Linked DNA regions of Ovis aries: region 1 is linked to region 2. A link is a contact called in public Hi-C data. All regions are on one chromosome and are shown on one strand. The core of a region is the stretch at or near the end of the contact, and the rest is flanking DNA. Distances in the headings are between cores, read along the strand shown. Region 1 has its middle 71 kb from the start of TRNAC-ACA. Region 2 holds the start of DRD1 (dopamine receptor D1).

The links. A called contact is a pair of places that touch in the nucleus more often than the background predicts.
Region 1: a Hi-C map of liver shows a contact between it and region 2, with 11 times the contacts expected there. The contact joins the enhancer-like site here to the promoter of DRD1 in region 2. A contact is called at or near these places in 12 of 16 Hi-C or Micro-C datasets (blood, hypothalamus, liver and 7 more).

Annotation. Positions count from the first base shown.
Region 1 is chr7:6,263,793-6,267,473 of ARS-UI_Ramb_v3.0, reverse strand. No RefSeq gene overlaps it. Among named protein-coding and RNA genes, the nearest start is that of TRNAC-ACA, 71 kb to the left of the region's middle. Within about 2 kb of position 1,688, at least 4 of the 54 cell types and tissues checked have an H3K27ac peak or open chromatin away from gene starts, as enhancers often do. A contact at or near this core is called in liver and tail adipose tissue, where this site is marked.
Region 2 is chr7:5,707,133-5,710,696 of ARS-UI_Ramb_v3.0, reverse strand. DRD1 (dopamine receptor D1) reads right to left here and starts at 2,058. Exons shown (of 2, transcript XM_004010191.5): 1 at 1,597-2,058; 2 at 1-1,502. The coding sequence starts at 997.

The DNA.
Region 1 (3,681 bases), core at 439-2,938, 560 kb before region 2:
GCCTCTCTGTTGTCAAAGAGTGGATGCAAGGCTGAACACGGCCAGGATACTTTGGTGAGATCAAGCATCGCCTTCAACAGACTCGGGTTTCATTTCCAGAGTTGCCCTGCCTAGGCATGTGCTCTTTGGCAAGAAAATTTCATCTCTATGAAGTGCCATGTGGGGATAGTAGCACCCACCTTGAAGAAGCAAGTTCAAGCTGCAGAAGCTATTTCTGTGGAGCTTTTCATTCAGCGGGTGTTATGATGATGACCATGGAACCCATCCTGGGTCTGGGGATCCAGTTTGTCCAACCCAGACCATGGTGGTGCCTCTGACTACTGAATCATTCAACCAGAAGAGCCCTGACCCATGGGTCCATTCTGGTCATTTTACAGATGGGAAGACTGAGGCTCAGCACTGGGAGGGACTTGCTCAAGGCTTTGGCCTTCCTAAAACCCAGGATTTTCCCCACAGTGACACCTACAGGGGCCTACCTTGGCTCATGGGTCTCCTGTGTAGGACTTGGAGAGCTACTAAGGAGGGGCAATCTTGGCAAATAGGAGGAACTGATTTGCTCCACTTGGGTCCATGATCATCATAATTGTTGTTCAGTTGCCAAGTTGGGTCCCACTGTTTGTGACCCCGTGGACTGCAGCACACCAGGCTTCCGTGTCCTTCACCATCTCCTGGAGCTTGCTCAAACTCATGCCCCTTGAGTCAGTGATGCCATCCAACCATCTCATCCTCTGTCATCCCCTTCTCCTCCCACCTTCAATCTTTCCCAGCATCAGGGTCTTTTTCCGTGAGTTGGCTCTTTGCATCAGGTCCAAAGAACTGGAGCTTCAGCTTCAGCCTCAGTCCTTCCACTGAGTACTCATCATAAGAGTGACCACTGTATCCTAGAAATCACAGTCAACACTTTACAGGAGGGATACTTCCAACCTCCTGTGTCCCTGAAAAGTGGGTGTTGTTATACCCATTTTCCAAATGAGGAAACTGAAGTTCAGACAGATTACATTTTCTCATCAAAGATCCCATAGCTGGGAAGAGGCAAGTCTGGAAGTAAAATCTCAGCCTGATACCCTGTGCTGTCTGCCTTCTACCTTTTTATCTCATGTGACCCTCCCCTCTTTACAGGTGAGGCAACAGGCACACAAAGGTACCATCACTTTTGCTGGGAGCTTCTGGGAGTCACACCCATGATTTGAACTGGTGATGTGAACACTTGTGCTTCAAAGGATCTCCAGCCCTGAAATCTCTCACTTCACGAGTGTCACCCAGGCCTTTCTGCATCCCTGGCCCTCAGTCACCTCAGCTCTTTTTACCTTTGCTTTCCTCCTGGAAGCACAGAGAAGACAATTCTAGATTTAATGAGGACCTTGGTCCCTGCCATGTATCAGATCTTTGCTGAGCCCTTCTGCATAGCCCTAGCCTTCTCATGTGTAAGATGGAGTCACCAGGTTGACCTCTTAGGTTGTCGTGAGACTGATTCAGTGACATGATGAGAAACCAGAGCCCAGTCTCTAGGGGAATGCGTATGTTCCGCAGACAAGGGAACGTGGCCAGGAAGAGGCTGCAACTGAAACCGAGCCTCATGCTGCTTACGAAACTCTAGGCTGCTTTGGCTTGTCCTGTTCTGTAGAGCTAGGCATCCTGATTCTTTCCAAATGCAGCAATGAAGCAATCGTGGTATTTGTTCACTGCAGTGAGTTAATCAGAACAGACTTCCTGCGGTTGGCAACTGGAGCAGGGGAAGGAAGGGGGCGGTCCTCCAGCTCCTCCAGCTACACCCAGCCTCACTGGGGATGGAAGGATGAATATCTTGGCATGTCTGCAACCTGCTCAGTTTCACTCTGGCATAGGGGCTGGAAAGCTCTGTAAACTCCACTGCTTGTAAGAAGCACCTGGGGAGTCTGGAAAAGACCCCAGGGCCCAAGGGGCCCATCCAGCAACATCAGATCTCTGGGAGTGAGAACCAGGCATCAGAGTCTTTTAAAGTTCTCCAGGTACCCTCCAATGTAGAACCAAGTTTGAGTATCTATGCTCCAAGGAACTTACCCTTTTAGAAAATTCTTCTTCCCCCAGTGTGGGTGGGACTTGCCTTTAACAATGAGCTGAGATCAGGCTCTTGGTCACATACAGTATCTGGTTCACAAGATAAAGGGACCTCCTTGGAGCTGTTTGGAAGTAGGGCAAGAAAGAGACTCAGACCAAGGGGTAATTTGTGCCACTGAGGAAGAAGAAAGTCAGGAAATGCTCACTGTGAGCACGTTAAAGAGGACTCATTTTCCCTTGACGCTGGTAGAATCCACTCTATCTCTCCAAATGGTATGCACAGTAATTTTCTTCAGTTCAACCATTGTTTTTTTTGGGCACCTGCTCTAATGTATCCAGGGCTATGTTCAATGTCAGTGATACGTAGCTGATACATAGTTTAATAAACTGTAGTTAAGAAACTCTGAGCTGTGTGTGTGTGGGAGGAATGAACAGAGAGATGACAGTGCTATGACTTAAGAATCTAATCAAGATTCGTGGAAAGTCCTATGAGAAGCCAATGGAATGCTGCCTCACTTAGTCTAAAGGGAATGGCTCCCCGGCAAAGCGGGTTTTGAGGGATCAATAGGAGTAAACTGGGGTGTAAAGATTCTCAGTTTGTGATATGCTTGGGAAATAGCTTGCAGCTGGTTGGTCGGGAGAGGAAACAAGCTGGATCATGGAGATTCTTGAGTACCTGACTGAACTTGGACTTTGTCCTGTAGGGAGTGAGAAACCTTGGAAAGAGAAAATGTGTAATCCTCTTTTTTCCCCAAGGGTGTTACCGTAGTGCTATGAATCAAAAGTAATGAACTCTATATAGCACTTCAAAAATGATTCAAGCAGGGCTACCTAAAACATAAAAAGCAAGTGGTATGAGATGATATTAGCATGATATTATTTATTTGAAGTTTAAAAACATGACAGAAATATAGTGTATTGTTTATAGCTACATGCTGTATATAGTAAAAGTACAGCATCGTTCCTGGAATGATTCCCAGCAGTTTCTGGATGGTGGTTCTCCCTGGGGAAGGACAGAAGACATGAGATCAAGAAGGGATATACAAGATGATTTAATTGTATCCACAAGTTTTTCTTTCTTTACATAAATAGTAAAAAGATCTGAAGCAAATGACTAAATGGTGAGATGCTTAAGGCCAGCATATACCTTATAATATGTGTGTGTGTGTGCGCGTGTGTTCAGTGGCTCAGCTGTGTCCAACTCTTCGCAATCCTATGGACCGTGGCCTGCCAGGCTCCTCTGTCCATGGGGTTCTCCAGGCAAGAATACTGGAGCGGGTTGCCATGCCCTCCTGCAGGGGATCCTCCCGATCCAGGGATTGAACCCACGTCTCCTGTGTCCCATATTGGCAGGCTGATCCTTGACCACTGAGCCACCTGGGTTACACTACATGTCCCCTAAATTTTCTCTCTGTTAAAAATATTCATAGTAAGAACTCCAATACTTTGGCCACCTGCTGCGAAGAACTGACTCATTTGAAAAGATCCTGATGCTGGGAAAGACTGAAGGCGGGAGGAGAAGGGGACGACAGAGGATGAGATGGTTGAATGGCATCACTGACTCAATGAACATGTTTGAGTAAACTCTGGGAGTTGGTGATGGACAGGGAGGCCTGGCGTGGTGCAGTTCATGGAGTCACAAAG
Region 2 (3,564 bases), core at 809-3,308:
AGGCATAAATGATGGGGTTCAAGGAGGAATTAGCCCACCCAAACCACACAAACACGTCAAAGGTGATGGAATCGATGCAGAAGGGCTTCGTCTCTCCAGACCCACAGAAGGGCACCATGCAGTTCAAGACGAAGAAAGGGAGCCAGCAACACACAAACACCCCCATGATCACCGACAGAGTCTTCAGAACTTTAGTCTCTCTTTTGAAGGACATCTTAAAGGAGCTCTCTGGTTGAGAACACTCCATGGGGTTTCCGTTACCTGTAGCGGCCTGGCAGCTCTTGGCGTGGACCGCTGCCCTCTCCAAGGCTGCGATGCGCCGTATTTGTTTCTGGGCGATCCTGTAGATCCTGGTGTAGGTGACAATCATGATGGCCACAGGGATGTAAAAGCTTATTAGAGAGGATGAAATGGCATATGTCCTGCTCAGGCTGGAGTCACAGTTGTTGATGGCCTTGCCCAGGGAAGTGGCATTCCCCTCGGAGGGACCTGTGGGTTTTGCCTTGTGCCAGCTGAGCTGCACGGGGATGAAGGAGATAAGAACCGACAAAGTCCATGCCACACTGATCAGAATGAAGGCTGCCTTGGGGGTCATCTTCCTCTCATACCGGAAGGGGCTAGAGATGGCCCAATACCTGTCCACACTGATCACACAGAGATTGAGGATGGATGCGGTGGAGCACATGATGTCAAAGGCCACCCAGATGTTACAGAAGGACCCGAAGGGCCAGAAGCCAGCGATCTCGGCCACCGCTTTCCAGGGCATGACCAAGACGGCCACCAAGAGATCCGATACAGCCAAGGAGATGACGAAGAAGTTAGTCACCTTGGATCGCAGGTGGCGGAACCTGATCACGGCGGCACAGACCAGCGTGTTCCCCAGGAGGGTGGACAGGATGAGCAGAGACAGGAAACAGGCTGTGAGAATGCGGAAGGAGAAGTCTCTCTCCGCCACCAGCCCGGTGCCTTCCATGGCAGACGTGTTGAGAGTCCTCATCTTCCTGAAGACGAGCACAGAGAGGGGCTCGGACACCCCCAAGTTCCTAAGCAGCGATTGGGGATCGGTCAGACCTGCAGGAGTCCTCAGGGGCCACACAGTCCCTTGCCCAGCCCCACTTGCTCTCCGGGGTGGAGGACCTCACCAGCATTCCACCAGACGGCTGCAACAGCCGAATGGCAGGAGCCTGCCCTTGGCAGTCCGAGTCAGCCCCTTGGAAGGTCTCTCTTGCTCTCTACAACTGTCTTCTGTCTTCCTTGCTCCAGGTCACTGTCGCCGGGACAAGTTGACCCTTCAGTGCCTCCTGGAAAGCCCTGTTTTTTTAGCATATTCTAAGCTGTCAAGCCAGAGACTCTCAGGCCTCTACCGAGCTAGTCAATTGTCGTCACATTCCGGGTCTGTGGCCTCTCTGGTGGTGCCAGCAAAGTCTCCCCTCTGAGGCGCAGCTTAAAATACATGCCCCGCTCCTCCAAGCCCCGGGCTCCGCAGCAGCTCCCCTAAAGCCCTAGAAAGCAAAGAGAAAGCAAAGGTCGTTTGCCGACAGGAGCAGATCGCATCTTCACTGTCAAGCCCAATCCAGCTCCCTCTGAGCCACCTACCTTGCCTTGGGATTTTCTCTCTCTAAGCCCCCCGGGAGCTCCTGAGCTCGGAGAGCAGTCTTCGGAGGCGACGCAGCGTCCGGGCACCCAGGAGGCGCGTCTGAGTCCTGCCCTGCGCGCGCAGCTTGGGTTCCGCGACCGACGCGCAAAAATCGCAGGAGCAGGTTTGGGCAAAGGATCCCGGGCCAGGTCCACAGAAAGCTGGCGTTGCCCTGCACTGCCTCGAGTGGCTGGAGGCGGTTCAAAGCGGACGAGACCCCGGAAAAGGGCTTCCAGGCTCTCGGAGAGAGGCCACCCCCAGTACTACTCCCCTGGGCAGCTACCTTCCTCCCGGAGCCGAGCGCTCGGGCACCCCTCCAGCGGCCTCGGGCCCCTCGGGGATGAGCCCTGCGCCTTCCCGCAGAACTGCCCGCTTCCTCCCGGGAGCCCGTGGGCACACGACGCAGAGAGAGCCGAGCTTGTACCGGAGGGCGCCCGGGCCGTCCGGGTTCCCTCGGGGCTCAGCCCACCTCGCCCCCGCGTCCCCTCCCCTGCCCCGGAGGCGGGCCTCGCTTGATAGGCAAGAGTTGCAGGCGACAGCCGCACGTGGGTCGCCCGGCTGGTGCCGCGGGCGAAAGGGGTGGGGGGGAGCCCCCCTGAGTGCTTGCCCGTCCCGGGTTACCCCGCCAAACCCCGGGTCCCCGGAACCCGGGACGGCACCCGGACAGGGGCCCGCGAGAAAAGACCCCAAGGTGAAAACCTCAAGCAAGCCCGAGTCTCCAGGAAGCAAAGCTCCGCGCGCCATCCAGCGCCTGCTCGGGGTCAACCCCACGCCCTTCTCAAGACCAAACGCAAGCTGAGGCCAGGCTCACTCTTCCACGCACATCAACCTCCAGAACAGCCCCAGCAGGCGCTGCCTCCAAGGGCCCCTCAACTGGGATGAAACGTGCCCCGCGAGCGCCTGTACTCACCGCTCGCCGGGCGGGCTCCGCGCAGCAGCGCGCCTGGGCGGGTGCGCTCGGCTGCGCCCCGAGGGCGCTCACCTGGCGCCCGGCTTGGGTAGCGCGCGCGTCCACGGCTGTGGTCAGCGCCGGACTGCAGCCTGTGCCCGGCGCCCGGCGAGCGCCGCGAGCCCAGCGCCACGCTTTCAGCGGGCCCGGGGCGCCCTCTGCCGGCCGTTTTGGCTTCCAGCGCCCCGACTGCGCCCTCTCAGACCCCAACCTCGCCGCTGTGGGCTCCAGCATCCGCGTGGGACCGCGCCTGGACCCACTCTCCCTCGACCATGCCTGCCAGAACCTGGGAAAGGGGGTGGAGTCCTCTGCTTAAATCCCTAAAAACTGACAAGGGTGACAGTTTTCTTTTGCTGGCACTTCATTCCCTGAGCCAATGTACAATATTTTCCAGAGCGCTCACTGCATGTACCAAGAGCAACAGGGTAAGCAAGATGCAAGCTCTTCTCCCAAAGAGTCAACCAGAGAGATCTGGCATTTGCTGAACAGACTCTGGGTCCCAGACACACGCCATATGTCGCCCACCCCTTAGAAAAATCCCTCCTCATAAACTTCCTCATCTCCATTCTTCCCAAGTGGAAAATCAGGTTCAAAAATGTACCCAAAGTTACAGGGTTGCTGAGGGTGTGCCAGCTGCCTGACTCCCACCTGCGCCTTATTTTCACCTACACATCACTGCCTTCTGGGAACTCTGAGTCTAGTCTGGGAGTCCACGAACTACATAATTACCCACAAAGCTTATTTAAGGAAAGGGCAGGATGAAGCCGGAGAAGGCAGTGGCACCCCACTCCAGTCCTCTTGCCTGGAAAATCCCATGGACAGAGGAGCCTGGTAGGCTGCAGTCCATGGGGTCGCTAAGAGTCGGGCACGACTGAGCAACTTCACTTTTACTTTTCACTTTCATGCATTGGAGAAGGAAATGGCAACCCACTCCAGTGTTCTTGCCTGGAGAATCCCAGGGACGGGGGAGCCTAGTGGG